Linked DNA regions of Mus musculus: all the other regions are linked to region 3. Evidence: chromatin contacts called from public Hi-C and promoter capture Hi-C data. All regions are on one chromosome and are shown on one strand. The core of a region is the stretch at or near the end of the contact, and the rest is flanking DNA. Distances in the headings are between cores, read along the strand shown. Region 1 has its middle 20 kb from the start of Dagla. Region 2 overlaps Vwce (von Willebrand factor C and EGF domains). Region 3 holds the start of Cpsf7 (cleavage and polyadenylation specific factor 7).

Region 1 (4,617 bases), core at 2,049-4,548, 200 kb after region 3:
CCTAGGTAGGTTACTGTGTGTCCTGGAACTGCCTCCCAGATTCTGAGACTTGGTTTATTCCAAAGTAAAAAACAGATGTTGCTGAAAAGTGGGGTCAGAGCTTCCTGCCCAGTGTCCTCTGCTGCCTGTAGTAAGGCCCCTCCTTCCCGGGGACCCTGAGCTCTGCTGAGCTGGCAGATCCTAGGAGCCTGACAGCTGTGTCCACAACCCCATGCCAATACGAAGCTGGTCTCTCTGAAAGGCAAGGATAGGCGTAGGGCTTTCTTTGGATAACAGTGTGGCAGGGGGTGGGGGGTTGAGGGTGAGAAGGGGTGGGGGTGGTCTACAGGCCAGGTCCAGAGCTCTCTAAAGTCAGATGCTCAGATGGGGGAAGGTTGGCAGAGCCCTGAGGCCAGGCTCAGGGGGGAACAGAGAGAATGTCCCAACTCGGGTCACTTTGCTCTGGGAGTCTGTTTCCCTGAAATGAGGCTCATATTCTCATGCATCCTGACCCTGTAGGGATGTTTCGAACAAGTTCTCTGTGGAGGTTGGGATGGGGAAAAAGACTCTTGCTAGACTGCAAAGATTTAAAGGTCTAGAGACTGCTCTTAGGTCCTCATTCCTGTGCTATAAAACTCAAGAAGTTTAAAGGACCTCACTGCTGCTGGGACATGCCTCTACCGGGAGTGCAGGTCTCTCTCACTCTGCCTCCCCAGGAATGTGAGTAGGAGATGCCACCAACGCTGCTGTTATGTATATATGTGTTAAGTTGTGGTTTCCTCACTCCACACCCCCTACCACAGCAAGGGGGATGGAAGCCAGGCCCAGCACTTAGCCATGTTCACAGATCTCTTTCTCCCATTCTATTTAAACGTTTTGAATGGCCAGGCCCTGGCTTGTGGTTCTATGAAGCCTTTAGGAGGTAGGGCCCGGTTGACAGCTGTGGTCACTAGGGGTATGTCTTTGCAGATTACCCATCTCCCATCTAGCTCTCTCTATCTCCAGAACTGTCCCATGTCAGCAGTTACCATCACACACTCTGGATGCCTCAAACCTGACTTACCTCATGACAAACTGGATCCTCCAAAACTATGAGCCCAAATCAGCGTTTCTTCCCTTAAACTGTCAGATATGTCGCCAGAATGACCAATACACTGAATGGCTCCCGCCTGTAAGTGTAGAAGACAAGTAATGAAGTGAACGAGGTAAGTCATTACCAGAGTGAAAGTTAGTGTCATTTCCCATCACTGATTAAAACACTCTAGCAAAAGCAACTTACATGAGGAAGGGTTTGTCTTGGCTCACAGCTCAAGTATGACCCTCCACGGTGGCGAAATCAAGGCAGGGGGAGCTCAGAGCAGCTGGTCACATCTCATCCACAGTAAGAGATGGAGATGAGTGTTGTTCTTCAGACCCCTGTGCTTCGTAGTCCAGGACCCCAGCCTGGGAATGGTCCCGCCCACAGCAAAACGGGTCTTCCACATCAATTAACAGAATCACAATGATCCCTCACAGGCAAGCTCATACACCCATTTTCCAGGGGATTCTAGAGTTTGTGATACAGCTGGCTCAGTCAGATCTTTATAACACAGGGACTGGTAAAGCTGAGACTTGAAGGTTCACACCTGGAGGCCTTGTGGTGTCAAGAGGACCTATATTTCCAGCAATCAACATGAGGGGTAATTGGGGGCCATGAAGGAACCCGAGTAGAGACTGTGGAGTAGAAAGATGTAGCTGAGGGCTAGAGAAGTGGCTTGCTTGCTTAGTAAGCCCTAAGCCTGAGGCTAAAGTTCCCAGAACCCATAACAAGTGTCTCACAACTACCTACAACCCAAGATTCAGGAGGTTGTGTAGCCTCCAGGGAGTCTATCTGGCCTCCAGGGGCTCCGTGTAACCCCCAGAGAATCTGTGTAGCCTCTAGGGATCTGTCTCTCCTTCAGGAGATCTGTCCAGCCTCCAGGTATCTGTCAGGATATCTGGGCATCTGAGCACATGTGGTTCACATATATGGAGACATGAACATACAAACACATATGTTTTAGTCAAATAAGTAGTTTTTAAAGAAGAAAGATATAGATGGGTTGGCAGGAAGAGGCTGAAGCTGTTACTGACTGCACAGTAGGCTTTCATATTGATTAGAACATTGACATTCATAAAAAGAGGCCAGACAATAAGATGTTTACAGTGAGACTCACCGGGGGCACAGAATGACAGCTTTGTTTCCTTTTTATGTTTTCTCATCTGCATGTTAGACTTTGAGGATAACAAACTTGTCTTAATTTTATTTTGAAACAAGATCTCAAACGCTCAGACTCCAGCAACCCTTGGCAGCCAACCCTGGGCTGCTGGATCGCTGAGACTACAGACTTTGTTCCATGCTGGGTCCTTTTATTTATTTTTTGTTACAGGAGATCAAACCCATGGCCTTTTTGATTTGAGGCAAGAGCTCTGCCACTGAGCTACACCCCAGTCCTTAAAAGGCTATTTTATTTACCAGTTGGGGGTGTGGCTTGATAAAGTGCTCATCCAGGATGCCCAAAGCCCTGGGTTCGATCCCTAGCTCTTCCAGTATAAACTGCCTGGTCTTGGGCAAGAGACTGCTTCTCCAGGCTTCAGTTAACCCCACCTTCCATGCTGTTGCTTTGTTGTTGTTGTTGTTCTTGTGGTGGCGGTGGCGGTGGTGGTGGTGGTGGTGGTGGTGGTGGTGGTGGTGGTGGTGGTGGTGGTAATTGAACACAGGGCTTTGAATTTGCTAAACAAGAGAGTTCTACCTCTGAGCTATCGCCCCAGTTTGTTAACGTCCCCATTACAAATGATGGTGAGTGCAGACTCTGACTCCCAGGACTCGTTGAAGGCTATATGAGTTGAAGGTGGGCCCCAGTGCCTGGTGACTAAGAGGTATGAACGTCATTTTTATTGGCCATTCACTATGTATATAATTGACTTGTGGATGGTGTAGTCCCAGTGCCTGGTGACTAAGAGGTATGAATGTCATTTTTATTGACCATTCACTATGTATATAATTGACTTGTGGATGGTGTGACTATGGAGAGGGGGAGATAGCCCAGCTTCCAAAAGTCTCACAGAGCACATCCTTTGTTCTGTTCAGCATCTATTGCCAAGCACATCTCGGGGAAGTCAGCAGCAGCCAGATACCTCCAGTTAGCTCTGCTCTGATGCTATGTCCCAGGACTCACTCACAAGGTCTTTCCACCCCCTTCCCAGACACTAGAAATTGGCCCCTACCCTCTGCTCTTTGTGGCTGCTATCATACACGTGGCTCAAAGAACAATTGCTGAATGAGTCCCAGTCAGCTCCTCAGAGGACTCTGGGAGATCTGCAAGGACGTCTTCTTGGTCACAATAGCTGTGTGCATCTGTGTGTGCACGAGTGTGACCTGTTTATATATAAACACGAAGTAATCTTTCATGCTTCTTATATACACAGAGTTTTCTGGGAACGAGACTATTGTGTATTCAGAGAGAAGATTGTCCTTTGTTTTGTTTGGCATCTTGCCAGGACTCGGTGCCTAATTCATGTCACTGGCAACAGGGCGGCTCGTGGTGTCTGAGTCAGCTTCACAGCCACCTGTGTCCACTGTCCTTGTGGCTGCTGTGGCCCTCACGGTTGCTTCTCTAGGAGCAAATGTGGGGCCATGAAATCCTATCTGCCTCTCAGAGTCAGTTTGCGTCCTGCGTCCTGAAGTTCGTATTATTTTATTATGAATCACTTTTTTTTTTCCTTCATGGTGTAGTTAGGATATTACATTGATTTTTTTTTCATTTGTTTAAAAGCATATGTGCACACAGGTGAGGTTATTTATGAATTTCATTTCTACTCAGAGAAGGGAACACTAGGAAATATTTGTCATAGGAGTCAGGTACCACCAGCCTGCAAACCCCCACTCCAGAGCCCACATTTGTATAATTCAGGAGACCCATTTCTGAATGGGCCTCAGCACCAGCCTTCAGCCAGGAGAAGGCTGTCGCTGAGACGAAATACTCAGCTGTTCACTCGCCTGTGGGATGTGGAATCTACCTCCATTGCTGTTCTGTTAAATGGAGCCTTTCCCTCTCCCCCAAGGGGTTTTTCCATGACTAGTCTTTTTGCCCACTCCTGCCAGTCAGTGTCTTTTCCAGACTCCCTCAGGTCTGGAAAAAAGCACCTATGTGGTCTAGCCAGGCTGTCCCCTCACGTGCTGCCACCCAGCTTCCTTGCCTGGGTGCAGAGGCCTCTTCTCTCTGGAATGTCCAGTCGGCATCTCTGCCAGCTCCCACCACCCACCTTCCCTTCACCGTGCTGTACCCATGACTTCCCATTCTGTTCTGGCATCTCCAAGATACTTCTAGAAAACTGTTCCCACTCAGGCCTGGAACTGGCCAGACAGAAGTGGCTGCCGGGGGGAAGGGGAGCAAAATGTTCTATTTGAAAGATTCCAGGGAAGAATCTCATCCCATCCAAGACAGATCCATTGTGAGACAGAGGGTAAGGTATCTCCCTACATACCTAGGCCAGGTGGGCTTTCGTGGTCCCGTCCTTGACCCTGACATTCAACTACACGGTCTCTGGCCCAGTGGGAATACCACAGGCTGCTTTGGGATAAATTAGTAGACACTTTGCACAAAGATAGGGCCAAAC
Region 2 (4,136 bases), core at 83-2,582, 140 kb before region 3:
TTTCTCTTTTTTTTTTTTTTTTTTTTTTTGAGACACGATCTCTCTATGTAACCTTGGCTGTCCTAGAACTTGAAAGGAAAATTATTGACTCAGGACCCCAAGACCAAGTTCTCAGCACAAAGGAGTTTTGTTTTGTTTTGTTTTGTTTGTTTTTTGCCCAAGAGGAACAATGGGCAGGCAATAAGAGACAAAGATGGGAAAAAGAGGATGAGAAAAAAAGGGGAAGGGAACAAGGGAGAGGGGAAAGAGGTTTTTGTCCTGGAGGTCAAAGGACTGCCTCTGGATAGAGAGGAGACAGACTTGGCATATAGGAAAATGACTGTTTATAAAAGGAAACAGGAAACCCCATGCTAGGATAGGGTGTTTGATTTTAATTGGGCGTGTTAATTAGTCGGGTCAAAGGGGGCTTTTGACTGCTGGACTTTACTACTTTGATAGCTGGATCTTGGTTGTCAGCCTCAGGAGGAGGAATTGGCCAGATAAGGGAATAGACCTTAGCGGTTAGCCTTGGGAAGGTAATCTAATGGTTTTTCAGCAAGACAGAGGGACCTGAGGAAAAAGAGGAAGCCTGCCAGAGCCATGCTTGCCACACTCAAACTGGCCAGAGTCCCTTCAGAACTTAGTATGTTGATCAGGCTGGCCTTGAACTCACAGAGCTCTTGCCTGCTGAGATTAAGGGCTTGTGCCACCTAGCCCAGCAGACCTGAACTTTTAGATTCTCCCACCCTAGGACAATAGACAAGCATCACTACACCTAATTTTTGTGGTGCTGGGAACTGATCCAGGGCTTCGTGCACACAAGACAAGTGCAGTGAACTAGGTTCGATCCCAGGGGCGCCGAGTGAATAACAGTCCCAGGCTACCACCTCTCGCGTTGTAAAGATGTGCTTCACAGGGGCAAAGGAGAAAGGAACATTAAGAAAGGGTCACCTGAGGGGTGGTAGATGCCGCTGTGCATATGCTTTAAGTTTGTGAACTAACTGGGTGATATGTGAATTGTGTCTGAAGAAAATTATTTTTATTGCATTGCATATGTGTGTATTTGTGTGCCTCTGTGAGTGTGTGTGTGTGTGTGCGTGTGTGTGCACGTGCACGCGCCACAGCATACTTGTGGAAATCAGGACAAATTTCAAGACACCAGAGGAGAGGGTATCTACTTCCCTCGGGTGAAGCTTTACTAATGTCCCTCTCTCCTTTGCTTGCCACCAGGTCTTTTCTTTATGCTTAGCTTCTTCTCCCCCTGTGACCACACCCTCACATATGTTCTGGAGACCAAGCTTTGCATCATCAAGCTTTGAAGCAAATGCCTTATCTCAACCGTCCCTTCTGGGTTTTGGTGGTGGTGGTGGGTTTTTGGGGTTTGGGATTAAAAAGTGCATTATCACTGCTGCTGCCACCACCCAGCTTCTTTGTATTATTTTTAAGTCATCAGATGGAAGCAATCCCCATCCTCTTTGGATGAAACACTGGCATTCCATTTATTTATTTATTTATTTATTTAATGTTTAAGTGCTCGATCTGCATATAGACCTGCATGCCAGAAGAGGGCATCAGATCCTATTCAGATGGTTGTGAGCCACTGTGTGGTTGCTAGGAACTGAACTCAGGACCTCTGAAAGAGTGGCCAGTGCTCTTAACCACTGAGCCATCTCTCCAGCCTGGTGGTATCTCCTTTTACAGAGAGCTATGAGTCGGGGTAACAGGACGTGATGAGCAGAGCTGAGACAGTGTCTCTGGGAAAAGAGTTTGGCTCAGCATGTGTCCTCTTTGGGTCTTAGTTTTCACACACGGAGGAGTACCAGAGAGCAAAGGATAAGAAAAGAAAGGGTCTAGTGCCACCAACTAGAAACTCCCTCCCCCGGGCTCTGCAACCCCATCTGGAAAACAGAGATAAGACCCTTGCGCCCAAGCACTCTGGCTGAGTTGCTTGCTCAGTGAGTGTTAGAGGCAAATGCTTAGTGGCTGTCTGGTGTGCTGGCAACAGTTTCTGGAAGCCTGAGGGATGATATAGCTATCCATTGTAGAGGAGCCTATGGTGGCTAAAAGGAATCTGGATTCTCTAAGTTCCCAGGGGTCCTCAGGACTGTTCCCAGTTCTCTACTTTCCCGGAGCAGACAAGATCTTGGAGTGCCCTTGGAAGGCCAAAGATGTAAAACAGTCATCTCCTGGCTGGAGCGATGGCTCAGCAGTTAAGAGCACTGACTGCTCTTCCAGAGGTCCTGAGTTCAATTCCCAGCAACCACATGGTGGCTCACAACTATCTGTAATGGGATCTGAGGCCCTGTTCTAGTGTGTCTGAAGACAGCTACAGTATATTCATATAAATCTAAAAAAAAAAAAAAAAGCCAGGCAGTGGTGGCACACGCCTTTAATCCCAGCAGAGGCAGGCGGATTTCTGAGTTCAAGGTCAGCCTGGTCTACAGAGTGAGAGTTCCAGGACAGCCAGGGCTACACAGAGAAACCCTGTCTTGAAAAGAAAAAGAAAAAAAGTATTTAAAAAAAAAAAGACACTTCCCAGGAAGCAATGTTGGCCATAAGACAGTGGGAAAATCCATCACCTTTCTGAATGTTGAAAGCATACAAAGAAAACACATCTGTGCACTGAGTAAACTGGAAAAATTAGAATTCTAAACAGTTTTGGAGACTGTCCTGACACAGCCCACAAGATTTGAAAAAAGAAAAGTTGACCCAGAATTTTGCACAGGAGGTCCATTACAGGTGTATGGAAGGAAGGGAAAGAAAAGAAGAAAGGAAAGAAAGGTGGCCTGGGGAGATAAGAATACAAGGAATGAAAGAAAGAAGAGAGGGATGAGGGAGTGAGTGTGAGATAGAAAAATCAGACCAAGAGAAGAGGGGAGTCCCTCCTTTACCAACATTTTGTTTTCTGCCACTTCATGATCAATTACCATGATCAATTGCTGTTTTCAGAAATAAACAACTCATATTAAATTGTGTGCTATTATGTGTAGCATGGTGGTACCTCCCATCCCATCCTGCCCTGTCCAACCTGTGACTCATACTTTGTCCAGTACATCCATATGTCAGTACTACCAGCTGGTTAGTCAGCTAGGAGCCTCTCTGTTGTTGGCTTGACAGTGCTATTATATAGGGCTCAGTTCCATCCACAGTTTCAAACACGTTTGAGGTCTTACAGATAATGGGGAGCCTTCCTGGGTAACCAGCTGTGGTCCACATCAAGACTTCAGAGCTATACAACAGATCACTGGGTCCTGTTCCTAATAAACAGCTCAGAACTAGCAGCCCACCACACCTGGGTGACCTTCGGCAACTCTGCCCAAGCCTGGGCTCCCGTCTAAGGCCTATGTTTCTGACAAGTTTTGCAGTGGAAGATGACAAGAAAGCTCAGGGGCAGGGCTTGCTTACCTGGGCAGGAGGGGTCAGTACAGATTGGCCGGCAGGGTACCGTCTCACAGCTCACCTCTCCCAGCTGAAGAAGCAGAAAGACACCCGTGAAGAAACCCAGAGGATCCCAACAACCAGTAGCAGAGCTCTCTAGGGCCTTTGGTGCCAATAGTGGGCAGAAAAGTATTGTTGGGTAGAGGCCCAAACACCTGGGCCCTGGTCTGAATGACAGACAATGCCAGCAAGGTACCTTCATCTAAACTTCCAAAGAAGGATGAGTGGCCAGAGACAAGGGTACTTTGAGAGTTCATGAAATGTGAACAGCAGAAAGATGGGCAGATTAGCTCAGAGTCCCATGTGTGACAGGCAGCCCCAGGCCCTCAGGCCAGCTCACCTGGCAGATGCACCGGGTACAGGGCTCATCATCCAAGGTGAACACCTGACCATTCACTACCTTTCTCCCTTCGAAGTTACAGTCTACAGAGACAGAGATGGGACGATGAGACCCAGGTTCACTTGGGAGACTTGGGCACTGGTGGCTTCTCCCACTCACCGTGGCATACAGGGCAGCACTCGCCATCCGGGTGGAAGGGGTAGGTACAGGTGATGGGACAGTCCACAGGTGAACAGGCCACTGAGCCCAGCTGTAGAACATAGACCACACATGGCCCCTCACTGAGGACAGCTAGTACGGTGCTAGGGAAGGCATGGGGCACACAGCAAAGCGGACCCATCTAGACAGCAGCATTGGCCATCCATGGTAGGATGGGGAT
Region 3 (4,305 bases), core at 832-3,331:
TTTAGATCAAATATGGCCCGTGGTCAACAACTGTCTATTCTCTGAAGTGAATTAGTTACAGTACTAGTCAATGACATAGATTCAGAATTGGGGCTATCTTTCAGTAATACAGAACTAAGAGAGTCTTGTTAAACAAAAAGCCATAAACTTCAAACGACAAAAGTATGACTCAAATAAACACATAAAACTCAGGAAAGCAAGACTGCAGAGAGGGCTCAGTAGCTAAGAACACTTTGTCCAGAGGACCTGAGTCTGGTTACTAGAATCTATATCAGGTGGTTCACAACCACCTGTAACACCAGCTCCATTGGACCCATACCACTAGGCTCTTTGGGCACCTACAAACCAGGCACACACACAAAATTTAAAATACAATAATGGGACATATGAGCCTCTTTTGTTGCCTGTCAAAGTCAGGCTACCACCTAGGCATTCTAGCCCATTCTTTCCAGGTCCTTCTGTGTACCCACTGGAACACACCAATGACAAGAACCAGCTAGCTCAACAATAACAGTACTAAAAAGAACCCAGGTAAGATAAAAATTTTAAATAGAAACTTTCTGTTGAGTTTTGACCTCAAGATTGAAGAACTCAACCTCACAGATTACTATCTTACGGGATACTTAAATGTTAAAACACACATTCAAACTAGGATGACTGAGTCCTTGACTTGCCTTTAAACTAGTTTATTCAATGGTTTTTACCTTTCTTCCTTCCATCCATACGAATGGATGCCCAGAGACTTCTCAAAAAGGACAGTCAAGCTATTTAAAAAGACTGAAACACTTGGAGTGGCACTGGAATTCCACCTTTAAAGCAGTTGGTATACTGTGGCTTTTAAAGTAATTTCATGGTACACCATTGGGAGGGGACCAAGCAGGGGGAGGGACCAACATGCTCGAGCCACAAGTTGAGAGAACAGCAAAGTAACAAGCATCGAAATTATCTCCGCAGTACTACAACAAATGTAATTTTCATTTTTAATTATGGTTAGTCATTCAACTTTGAAATGACTTGGGGAAAGAATTCCACAGGCTGATTCACCATACTATTACACTTGGGTTTTTATTTGCTCTTAAAGCAAGCCCTTTAAAATTGAAGCCTGGAGGTTCAAATTAACCTAAAGAGGAATGGTCAGTCGTCTTCAAAGCCACCGCTAGGGGGAAACGCTTCGATATTACAGGGAATTATTTTGAGCTGAGAGAGAAACCACTGCCAGTAGATTGATGGAAGAAACCCCAAAACTGCTGCTAATTCCTCTCACCTGATTGAACTCTTCATCAGCGTATATATCAATCAAATCCACTCCTTCTGACATGGCTCCGGAAATACGCTCTCGAGCCCGGAGAACCGACAAAGTAAGAAAGATGCCACTACGGTATTCAGAAAAGGGTAAAAAATTTTAAGGCACAAGGGTCCCAGGCTGGGAGGAGGGCAAGGGTCAACAAGCTCTAGTCTCCCAAGACGCAGCATCCCGGCGGCCGGGAGCCTGGCCCCACCCGCTCTGCCCCGCCCCCAGCCTCGCGCCGCCCCCAGCTCTCCCAGGCCGCTCGGGCTCGCGGAGCTCGCTGCCCATCACCCGCGGGCCCGACCCGAGGTGCTCCGAGTCGGCGCCCGTAGTTGCCTATGGCGCCACCGCCAAGTCCGGGCCTCGACTCCTGAGAGGGCCCTCAGGCCGCGCTGTGAACCACCGCGGCGAACGCCGCAAGCTCAGCCCGTCGCACCTGCTAGGCCCAGGGGGCGTCCCAAGCCGGAGCCCCCGCGGGCCCGGAAGCTCCCGCCGCCTCCACACCAACGGGGCCCTGTCCTCGCCCTAGGCTAGGCCTGCCCTGCTCCCTCCCACAGCTCCAGGACCTCAGCCCCTCCCTCAGAGGCCCGCGCTTCCCTCCACCCGCTGTCTTCCGCCGCCGCCACCCCAACCGACCCCCTCCCTTCCGCGGCGCCGGCCCCCGCCCTCCTTCCGGCCCCGCCGGCCCCGGGCCGCGCGCCCCCGTTACCGGGAATATGGCGGCGGCCGCGGAGAGTCCCGACTAGGCCCGAAGCGCGCGAACCGCTCTCCGCCCCAGGTCCCGCCCCCCCCCCACCGGCGGCGTCACACGCACCGCTACTTCCGCCATACGCTCGGTTGCGCCTTCCGGCTTGGGGTCCACCTCCGCTGAAGTCCTCAGATCGACCGCCCGGAATTCCCGGAAGTGGCCCGGTTGCCAGCTTACTGTGCTATAAGAGAGAGATGGCGGTGGTCACCTTGATCCCGACGCTGGCGCGGGTGAGAGAGCCGGGTTCGGGGCGGGCTGCAGCTAAGACTGTTTCGTCCTCCTCTGTGCCGTGGAGACTGTAGGGAGAGTTCACCTACCCCACAGACCAGGGAATGGTCCCCTCAAGGCGAGGCGCAGGCTGGAGCCGATCATGCAGGGAATTTTCCATTCTTTCCTGAGCCCACGGTGTGCTCGAGTGAGAATACTGGGTAATATGTGGTTAGGTGGCCAGTCACCGTGTGAGACTCAACGCATACCAGGAACAGTTACCGAACCTCCCCCGAAAGCCTCCTAGCTTTTCTTGAGCTTCTTCCCCCGTCTCCCTTTTAAAAGCCGGTTTTAATTTGTTACTCAGGCTGGCCTCAAATTCGTAATTCTCCTGTCTCATCTTGGTTTTAAATGTTTGAGAATTTTCCGTTTTTATTCCAGTAGTGTTGAAAGCTAGTTGGTATGGTTTATCTTAAACTTATCAAGACATGTTTTTTGACAACTTGTGATCTCCTGGGCATAATTATCTGTACATTTGAGAGGAATGTATGATCTCTTGTGTGGAATGCCTGTATATCTCAGTTAAATATTCTTAAATTAGTATTGTTCTGGTTGTCTAGTATTGATTCCGACATCTATATATTCTATTCCTTATTAAAATGTGGCATTAAAATCTGTTGTGTTCCCCCACCAGTTCTGTCAAGTGTCTCTTCCATATATTTGAGTGCTCTATTAGATCCACATATATTTATGATTATTATACTTTACTGCTAACTCCTTAATACTATGTAATATTCTTTATATCACATATGACAATTTTGTTGTTTGTGCTAAGCACCAAACCCAGAGCCTTGCCTGCTAGGCAATCGCATTTTCTTTTCTTATTCTTTTTTTTAGACTAAAAAAGTATGTACATGTGTTTATCTGCCTTTGTGAGTTTATGCATACTATGTGTGTAGGTGCCCATGAAGGCCAGAGGAGGGTGTTTTAAGTGTGTCGGTGTTTCTGCAATGCTGTAGTTTTGTTAACACTCTTTTAAGTTGTTCAGTGTTCCCTCCTCCTTCCTTGCTACCCTGTTTTTTAGGTACTAAAACTCCTCAGCTTCATAGTAGTTCTGATCTAGCCTCTCAAGTGCGTGGATTACAGTCATGAGGCACCATGACCAGCTGGTTGCTCTGCTCTCTTATTCTCAGTGGCTACTGGACTTCTTAGAGTATGCTGGTTAGTGTTGCAAGTTGTTCAAAACAGAAACCAACCAGTCCCTTCGGCAATGCCAACCCCCATGTTCTAGAACATTAACCATACATTCAACTCTTCCTCGAGCCTCGGGGAAGAGGCTTGTAAACAATACTAGATTTTATCTTGCTTTATCTTCTATGGCCTTCTGCACCAAAACTAAGCAGCTCTCTTGGTCTCTATGGTCCCTCAGCATCTGGAATGGGCTGTGTCCTGTTGTTGCTCTGAGACAAGAGAGACAAAAGCCAGCTCCACAGGCAGCCTCTGAGAAGCAGGAGTTTCAGGTGGATGCCCCCACCCGCACCCCCAACCCCTGCTCTGTATCTCCAGGGAAAAGCTGGGGGTTGTGGGTTATCTTTTCATTCTGCAGTAAGGCAGGATGGGGACCATGGCAAGTGAATGCTGCTGGTACAAACCATCACTTTTGCTTGCCACAGCTACAGAAAGGTGTCCTTACCTGTAGCACTTAGACTCAGCCAAAGCAGAAGCTGTTTGGATGATGTTCCAGCAGTCTTACCTTTCCCTCTTGGATAGAAGCCTGTTGCTGGGACATTCTCCCCATCATCTTGTGTGTTGAGGATTTGGGGAAAGACAGGGCTGTGGCATGTGCAGTCCACAGCCTTTCCTATTGGCTTCAGTGCAGCTGGTTTTGCAGTCATCTGGGGAGCAGGAGCTTGTTTTCCAAACTAATCACAGAGGGAATGGATCTGTGAATTGTTGAGTCAGTATCTCCGTATGCTTGTGCTTTCTAAAGCACTTATTGTTGCTAAAGTTACAGATACTTATACTCTCTGTACTCGAACTTGACACAAGCTGGAGTTATCAC

Evidence for each region. Promoter capture Hi-C pulls out the DNA fragments that hold promoters and counts their contacts. A called contact is a pair of places that touch in the nucleus more often than the background predicts.
Region 1: a promoter capture Hi-C map of neural stem cells shows a contact between it and region 3. A contact is called at or near these places in 4 of 39 promoter capture datasets (the 3T3-L1 cell line, hippocampal neurons, liver and 1 more), 2 of 484 Hi-C or Micro-C datasets (embryonic stem cells and pro-B cells), 5 of 130 datasets of targeted methods (bone marrow-derived dendritic cells, embryonic stem cells, intestinal villus epithelium and 1 more) and 2 of 9 other capture datasets (adipose tissue and pancreatic islet).
Region 2: a contact with region 3 is called in a Hi-C map of erythroid progenitors, with 5 times the contacts expected there. A contact is called at or near these places in 2 of 484 Hi-C or Micro-C datasets (the G1E-ER4 cell line and erythroid progenitors), 4 of 130 datasets of targeted methods (embryonic stem cells, extraembryonic endoderm stem cells and trophoblast stem cells) and 3 of 9 other capture datasets (adipose tissue, liver and pancreatic islet).

Annotation. Positions count from the first base shown.
Region 1 is chr19:10,322,367-10,326,983 of GRCm38.p6, reverse strand. No RefSeq gene overlaps it. Among named protein-coding and RNA genes, the nearest start is that of Dagla, 20 kb to the right of the region's middle.
Region 2 is chr19:10,659,292-10,663,427 of GRCm38.p6, reverse strand. It overlaps Vwce (von Willebrand factor C and EGF domains), which reads right to left. Exons shown (of 20, transcript NM_027913.2): 17 at 3,917-4,007; 18 at 3,758-3,840; 19 at 3,385-3,448. Among named protein-coding and RNA genes, the nearest start is that of 4930524O05Rik, 13 kb to the right of the region's middle.
Region 3 is chr19:10,523,020-10,527,324 of GRCm38.p6, reverse strand. It overlaps Cpsf7 (cleavage and polyadenylation specific factor 7), which reads right to left and starts at 2,081. Exons shown (of 10, transcript NM_172302.3): 1 at 1,998-2,081; 2 at 1,265-1,373. The coding sequence starts at 1,318. Sdhaf2 (succinate dehydrogenase complex assembly factor 2) reads left to right here and starts at 2,116. Exons shown (of 4, transcript NM_025333.4): 1 at 2,116-2,266. The coding sequence starts at 2,231.